Linked DNA regions of Mus musculus: region 1 is linked to region 2. A link is a contact called in public promoter capture Hi-C data. All regions are on one chromosome and are shown on one strand. Each heading gives the region's core, a stretch centred on a gene start, on an enhancer-like site or on the middle of the called end of the contact. The rest is flanking DNA. Distances are from core to core; before and after follow the strand shown. Region 1 holds the start of Ddt (D-dopachrome tautomerase). Region 2 holds the start of Rab36 (RAB36, member RAS oncogene family).

What was found. Promoter capture Hi-C pulls out the DNA fragments that hold promoters and counts their contacts.
Region 1: a promoter capture Hi-C map of pre-B cells shows a contact between it and region 2, with 2.5 times the contacts expected there. The contact joins the promoter of Ddt here to the promoter of Rab36 in region 2. A contact is called at or near these places in 2 of 39 promoter capture datasets (cranial neural crest and pre-B cells).

What each region holds. Positions count from the first base shown.
Region 1 is chr10:75,771,283-75,775,195 of GRCm38.p6, reverse strand. Ddt (D-dopachrome tautomerase) reads left to right here and starts at 1,822. Exons shown (of 3, transcript NM_010027.1): 1 at 1,822-1,980; 2 at 2,283-2,458; 3 at 3,690-3,913. The coding sequence starts at 1,873. The coding sequence ends at 3,762. It overlaps Gstt3 (glutathione S-transferase, theta 3), which reads left to right. Exons shown (of 5, transcript NM_133994.3): 5 at 186-1,074. The coding sequence ends at 383.
Region 2 is chr10:75,035,220-75,038,854 of GRCm38.p6, reverse strand. It overlaps Rab36 (RAB36, member RAS oncogene family), which reads right to left and starts at 1,629. Exons shown (of 10, transcript NM_001359272.1): 1 at 335-1,629. The coding sequence starts at 403.

The DNA of each region.
Region 1 (3,913 bases), core at 573-3,072, 740 kb before region 2:
AGCTTCGAACAGTCACTTATTCATATCATTACAAAGTAAATTCTCATAAATCCTTTCTATAGGGGTATCAAGAGGCACTTCACACATGGTGGGGGAAGGGACAACATAGTGGGGGAAATACTGGCAGGCATGCTGCCTGTAGATTGTGGAACTTATCCCCTCTACCTGACTCCTTCTCCCCACAGCCTGTCAGTGCTGGCTGCAAAATCTTTGAGAGCCGACCCAAACTGGCTGCCTGGCGTCAGAGAGTAGAAGCCGAAGTGGGGGAGAGCCTCTTCCAGGAGGCCCATGAAGTTGTCCTGAAGGCCAAGGATATGCCTCCCTTGATGGACCCTGCCTTGAAAGAGAAGCTGAAGCTCTCTGTGCAGTGTTTGTTACACTGAGGGAATAGCTCGAACTGGGAGACAGACGGTCAAGGGAAACTCGGGGCCGTGCAAGCGAAGAGATGAGGCTGTCTGGCTCTTTGGCTGTCACTAGGACATAGGGTCTCTGGTCCGCAATTTCCTCTCTGCATCACCTGTGTTCCCTCTGTGTCCCCACCTGGCTTGTGCTGTAACATCAGTTCTTATCTGACTTCTGGAGAGAGCTCCAGGAAAATACTTGGGAGAAACGTATCTGGCCATATTCCTTTTCTTTGAAACTTTACAAACCATTGAACCTTCCCCCATCCTCCAAGCCATATTTGTATATACATGTATATACACATATACATATAATTGATATCTGGTACCACGTGACCCTCTGTGCTCCTCAACCCTGGTGCCTCCCTTCCTCAGTTTTGGCATGCAGGATCTATGATCTCTCAGTTGAATACATGCAAGAGACGGGGATTGACTAGTGAAAGACCTTTGTCCTCTGCGTCTTTGCTTCCTGCCATAGGTGGGGTGCAGGGCTGGTTCCTTTGTGGGAGTGGAAGTTGCTTGGTATGTCCTGACTTTCCAAATTCTTGTCCCAAGCATTCTAACCCTGACTGCTGCCTTCTACCTGTCTCCGGCTCCAAACTGTCAAGCTACTTAATCTTGTGCCATAAGACGTCTTTTATGTGCCTTACCTAATAAATACATTGTTAACAGAAGAGTAATGGTTTTGCTTCTGGATCCTTTAGTATGCACACTTTCCTATGTGTAATTGGACAGATTGCTTTTTTCGGTTTGTGTGTGTGTGACAGTTTCTCTGTGTAGCTCTGGCTGTCCTGGAACTCAGTCTGTAGACCAGGCTGGCCTAGAACTCAAGAGATCTGCCTACCTCTGCCTCCAGAGTTCTGGTTTTAAAGGCTTGCACCACAACCACCCGGCCAGATTGGTTTGTTTTAAGTAGTTCTACCACTCTCTAATGGACAATGATTTATCCCTGACAGAAGAGTTTACAAACTCAGGTATCTTAGGGACCAGAGAGAGATGCCCTTGTCCTAGGGTCTTGCCTAAGCACACCTCACGTGCTATTTGGTCTCAAGATTGTTCAAAAGAAGTGCGGTTCCCGTACTGAGTTTGAAATGATCACAATCATTTAAGAAACTTTAAGCCTTTAAGTCTCCTATAGAAATGTATGCCTTGTGGGCAACTAGCTGGGACGCTCAGAGGGAAAAACAGAGCCACCTGCCGACTGGGAGGGCCAAAGGTAGTGAACCTGGGACCAGTAATTTGGAGCCGGCACACGTGACAGCGGAAGAGGCGTATCTCTGATAGCCAATCTAGAAGGGCCGAGTCTGCCTGGCCAATGAGAAACAGAGCTGTGCTCTCCCTCCCCGGCCCCGCCTCCCTGGCCCCGCCTCCTCCCCGCCCCTCCCCGCGCTCCTTTTCTGGAACCTCTACTGGCTCCCACAGCTCACCCGGTGCAGTTACCGTTTGGCGATCCCACTCTTCTCCCGCTAACATGCCATTCGTTGAGTTGGAAACAAACTTGCCGGCTAGCCGCATACCCGCGGGGCTGGAGAACCGGCTGTGTGCGGCCACAGCCACCATCCTGGACAAACCCGAAGACGTGAGTGAGGGTCGGCGAGAACTTGTGGGCTAGGGTCGGACCTCCCAATGACCCGTTCCCATCCCCAGGGACCCCACTCCCCTGGTAACCTCTGACCTTCCGTGTCCTATCCTCCCTTCCTAGATCCCTTCCTGGTTGTCTTTCCCAGGCGTGACCCTGACGTGACTGACTCCCAAGGATCCTGGGCAGTGTCCCAGACCCGGAGCCCTCGGACCCCCACGTTAAGAATTTGGCGCGCCCCCTTCTGAACACCAGCCATGCCCTGCCCAAGCTTCAGGATTTAACTTTTGTGTTCCTTGCAGCGCGTGAGCGTTACGATACGACCTGGCATGACCCTGTTGATGAACAAATCCACAGAGCCTTGTGCTCACCTTCTGGTCTCTTCCATCGGGGTTGTGGGCACCGCGGAGCAGAACCGCACTCACAGCGCCAGCTTCTTCAAGTTCCTCACCGAGGAGCTGTCCCTGGACCAGGACCGGTATGCAGGGCCAGTGAGGGAACGTATTTGTGCGTCTGGAGTCAGGACTCAGTCTCTCTGTATGAGGTTGGGGGGGGGGGGGGTGTCACTATTTGCTGGTTCCAGAAAGCACTCAGTGTCCTTGTCCACGAAGGTGGACTCCTCAGGCACTGGAATGGTGGGTCTGTGATCAGAATGTTAGCAAGATTTCAATTCCTTCGACTCTCTACAGCCCCGAGAAAGGATGGTTTGGGAAGCCCCAGTGTAGTCTTGTGTGTACTGAGAATCTACTTAGGCACCCTCTTAACCACTGTGATAGTGGCCTCCTCACCGTCACTGAACCAGGGGGTCTGGTTTTTTAAGGGAGAACTTTTCCAGGCTGGTCCGAGGGAATCTGGTTGTGTCCTGAGGCAGATAACCTTTGAACTAGATAAGGCTCCGGGAGAGTTGCTGGATGATAAAAAGACCTCCCCCACAAGGTGACCCTCCCCTCCCCCCTCCCCATCCTTACATTCTGAGGCAGAGTTAGAGTCTCATATTCCTGAGGCTGGAGCGGGCCTGTGAAGAACTACGGAGATAAGTTTGAAAGAGCCTTCCAAAATGGAGTCCTAGTGGGCTCAGGAAAGTTGGTAATGGCTGCTTTTGTTGGATGCTCAAATGCTGTCCTTTAGTTGAGGGGACAATACTTCTTAACGGTAATGCTCGTGCACACAGCACAGGGCAGATTTGGTAGCTTCCTGACATAGATAACTGTATTGGGCCAGTTTTACAGATGGAAACCTGAGGGTGTCAGCCCTGTGCACAACCACCCTGGTGCCAGACGATCGCCAGGGACTTCCTCTGAGTCCTGTGATTGAGCAATTGCTGATTCCCACAGATTTGAATCAGATTTGAACCTGCGCCTCACTTAGAGCTGGGCTTTGGTTCAAAACTAAGTGCCTGGTACCCTGGGCACGCCTTTAGGAGCATGCAGTTAGTTAGAAGCAGGGGGACTGTTTGTTAGCCCGTAAGCAGCCTAACATGCTCACCTGAGCACAGAGCACAGGTATTGAAGCCATTGCGTTAAGTCTGCACTGGGACCGGTATAGCCATCACCTTTCTTCTGACTTGTCTTTGGTGCAAGGATCATTAGCTGGGGTGGGCAGATTGGCAAAATATCCTGCAGGCTGATATGGGCTGGCCTGTCTGGCAGGGACCTTAACAAATGAGGGGTGTATGCAGGAGTTGACATCTCTCCTTCTTCCTCCTAAAGGATCGTTATCCGCTTCTTCCCCTTGGAGGCTTGGCAGATCGGAAAGAAAGGAACTGTCATGACATTTCTGTGACGGAAACAAAGAACCCAGGGTGTTTGCTCGAACCGGGCCAGAGCCCTTCCAGAGAGGCCCTCCCGGCAGAATCGTGGCCTGGTAGATAGGATGGTAAATCCCTCTTTTGCCTAAACGTCTGCGACTTCAGTGGTCCATTTTTCTCTTCCCC
Region 2 (3,635 bases), core at 380-2,879:
TATAATAAATAAATAAGTTAAAAAAATAATAAATTAGATCAACCTCTGCAGCTCACTTGTTTGACTTCTGGGCATGAAGGCATAAATTAGCCAAGCTGGCTAAGGCTGAGGTGTTACATCAGCAAAGAAGACAAGAAGGGCTGGGAACAGCGGTACATTCCTGTCACCCCAGCATTTCAGAGAGGGAGGCGGGAGGATTGGAACTTTAAGGCTCATCTGGAATACATAGTGAACTCCAGGTGCTTCTGGGATAGTAGAGATCTTTTATCAAAGCTATCCAGACCCAAACAAAACAAAACAAAACAAAACAACAAAGGTGTTCTAATGACTGTACCTTAGGGAAGCTGGTGATGATGCGGTCCTGGCTCACAGGGGGCCCCAAAGGGGTCCAAGAGGACCTCATTCTTCCAGTGTTCTGCAGACTCAATCAGTGGGGTAAAGAGTATTACATAAAACATGCAAGACGTAGTTTCTGCATTATGGCCCAGTCGGTCGGACTAGAACAGATTATGCTAGGTGTCACATGATCAAACAGAATTCTGAATGGGCTAGTTTTCCAACAAAACAAGAGATCTTTGGGACTTCTGTGGGAAGTCAAGGGGACCAGTCAACCTGAGCTGGCATGAATTATCCTCCAATTGAAGTAACTTTGAAATAACCAATTTGCTTTTTACTATTTTTACTCTCCTTCCTTTTTCTGTCTATAAAATCAAACTCCTACCCACGTGCAGTCGTGATACGGGTCTATACAGTCAGCACTTGGGAAGCAGAGGCAGGAGGGTGATGGGTTCCGGAGTCCTTCCATGACACACTGAGAGCCTGTCACACCAAGAGACTCAAACGGAGCCAAGCAAAACAAGACAACACTCAAGTTTATTTCACAGGATGAAGTGTTGCCCAATTCTACATTCACAGAGTCAATTAGGGCAAAAATTGTTATATTTGTCTTTTAACAAGACCCAGGAAGCCATACAAGTTCTCAAAATGCACCTGTGACTTAAAACATATCTGGGTCTCCATCCCTACCACCATTGTTAGGCAGAGGCCATTCACGCTGTAGGCAGCACAGTGGAGGAAGGGCAGCCCATACCCCATCTTGCCGAGTCGGGAGGTGACCCCATGCCTAGGAAGAGGGGCTCCTTCTTTGCATTCACTTCCTTGGCATGTGGGAGGTATTAAAAAAACAAACAATCCAAAAACCAAACCAAACATACAAAACCCAATCCTGGCTATGGAATAGAGTAGGGAGGGGTCCCTTGCCCTTAGTCTGTTGGAGTCTCTGAGTGAATTTAGGTTCTAGCCACTTTCCCTGCCCTACATCACCCAGAATCTACCCCACCACCACTCCTAAATCTGCTGTCCTCTTCTGACCTGGCTCCTGCAGAGGCCTGGCCCAGGATGGACGCTCACTGAGGAAGACCAGGCCTGCAGGCCACACTCAGGCTTGGGGGTAGGTGGAGGGCAGGGGGCTTGACAGCCTCAGGACCATAACCTCCAGGACGCGTCTGCAGCCGGGAGGGTGAGAGGACTCACCAAGCTGCAAAGACCAGGTTCCGGCGCGCAGGCCGCTGCAAATCACCACAGCAACAGTGGCCTCGCGGGACTGGCTCGTAGCTCCCGAATCCCGACGTCGGGGGCGGGGTCTGGACCCTCCTCCAGTCCTCCGATAACGCTGGCACGAGGCCCTCGCGGAGTCATCACCATAGCAACGAGAGCCTCCCGGGACCTCGAGCTTTGCACTGCTTGCTCAGAGACTTCCGGACTCCACTGCAGCGCCCCGGGCTCACCATGACAACCAAAGCGTAGATGAGCAGGCGGGGCCAGAGCGTGCGGTTGGCTCAAGGTTCACTCTTGCTACTTTGGTGGGTCGGGTCGTGACGGCCTCCCGAGAAGGAGTTATGATATGGCACTGAAGCCCTGCATCTTCCCTGCTGCAAGGGAAGGACACGCCTCACGCCTACCATCTGCCTTACTGCATCCGTTTGAATTTAATGCTTTTTGGAAATCGTGCCTGGCTTCTGGAGTGCAGGCTGAAAAATTAATTTCCTCGGTTAATGGATGTTTAAAAAGCGACTCAAGTTACTGTGCTCCTTCCAGCTAGTTTCTGTTGAAAAGCAAGGTGTGGAGGATAGGATGTATTCCAGAGGCCTTATAACTCTTATCAGAACTCTTACCAAAATTGAAAAGTTCAGGTTTCCCAACTCTGTTCTCTCTCTCTCTCTCTCTCTCTCTCTCTCTCTCTCTCTCTCTCTCTCTCTCCCTCCCTCCCTCCCTCCCTCCCTCTCTCTCTCTGACAAGAAAACTAAAAGCCTCATTCAAAAAGATTTGCCTAGCGAGTTAGAAATAGAATTGAACCCAGATTTTCTGACTCCCAGCCCAGGGGGTATTCACACTTTCTTAAAATAAAACTAGGGCAGTGTGGGCTAGAGAGGCCCTTTGTGAAGGACAGCGGCAGGTAGATTTCTAAGTGTGGTACTGGATCCTTGGTAGATCTATTTCAATTGTCTTTAATGCAACAGGAAGTATTCTTATGCCTTTGCTTGAGACCTTTGTTGAATGATTTGATTTCTTTCTGTACTTTATGTATATGGGTACTTTTGTCTGCATGTACATCTGTACAGAAGACGGCATCAGACAGTTGTAAGCTGTGCTGCCATGTGGGTGCTGGGAATTTAACTCAGTATCTTCAGAAGAGCAGTAAGTGCTCTTACTCACTGAGCTATCTCTCACCACCACCATCACACACACACACACACATTGGAAACAGGGTTTTTCTGTATAACAAACCTGGCTGTCCTAGAACTCTCTCTGTAGACCAGACTGGCCTTGAACTCAGAGATTCTGAGATCTGTCTGTTTCAGCCTGCCAAGTGCTCTGATTAAAGGCTTATGCCACCACGGCCTGGCAAGTGGTTCCACTTCTAAGGCCTCAAGTTTAAAGGGTCCTATATCTCCAAAGCTCAGGTTACTCAGCTTTTAAAGGGCCCCGATAAGGTTAAGGGTTTCTTGTGAGGATGCTGCTGCTGGAGACTTGAGTTCTTGTAGCACAGAAGTAATAGAGAGGAGACCGGGGTGTGTGCAGGATCGGCAGGCAAGGCTTTTTATGGCTAAGGAGTGGGGATGGGGCAGGACTGGTAGACCCGTTTTTCTCCTGGAACAAAATGAGAAACAGGCCTATGTTGATTTGCCAGGGTGGGTTAGACACAGATGATGGTCGCCATGCTGACAGAGCTCCCCTGTAGTCTTTTTAAAAACTGCTTGTAGCAAGCCCTCGTGTAGTCTAGGCAGACCCCAAATTTTCCATGATAGTGGCTGTGAACTCCTGATCCTGTTGCCTCCTTCCCCCATGTGATAGAATAATGGGCGTGTACCATTTGCCTATGTCTTCCTGGACTTTAAGGACATGAGGTGGGGGTGGTAACTTTGGGACTCTGGGTGTTTATTTTATAGCAGCTACTGAAAGATTAGCTCCAAAAAGATCAATCCCCCATGCAGGGACAAAGAGCATTTCAGTGGAATCTTACGGCTGCCCTGGCTTTTCATCCCTTCTCAATCACCCATCAGATGTCTCTAGACTCCACTGAGTAGTCTTCATCAGAAGGAGCCTTCAGATCCCCGAGAAGGCATCTAAACACA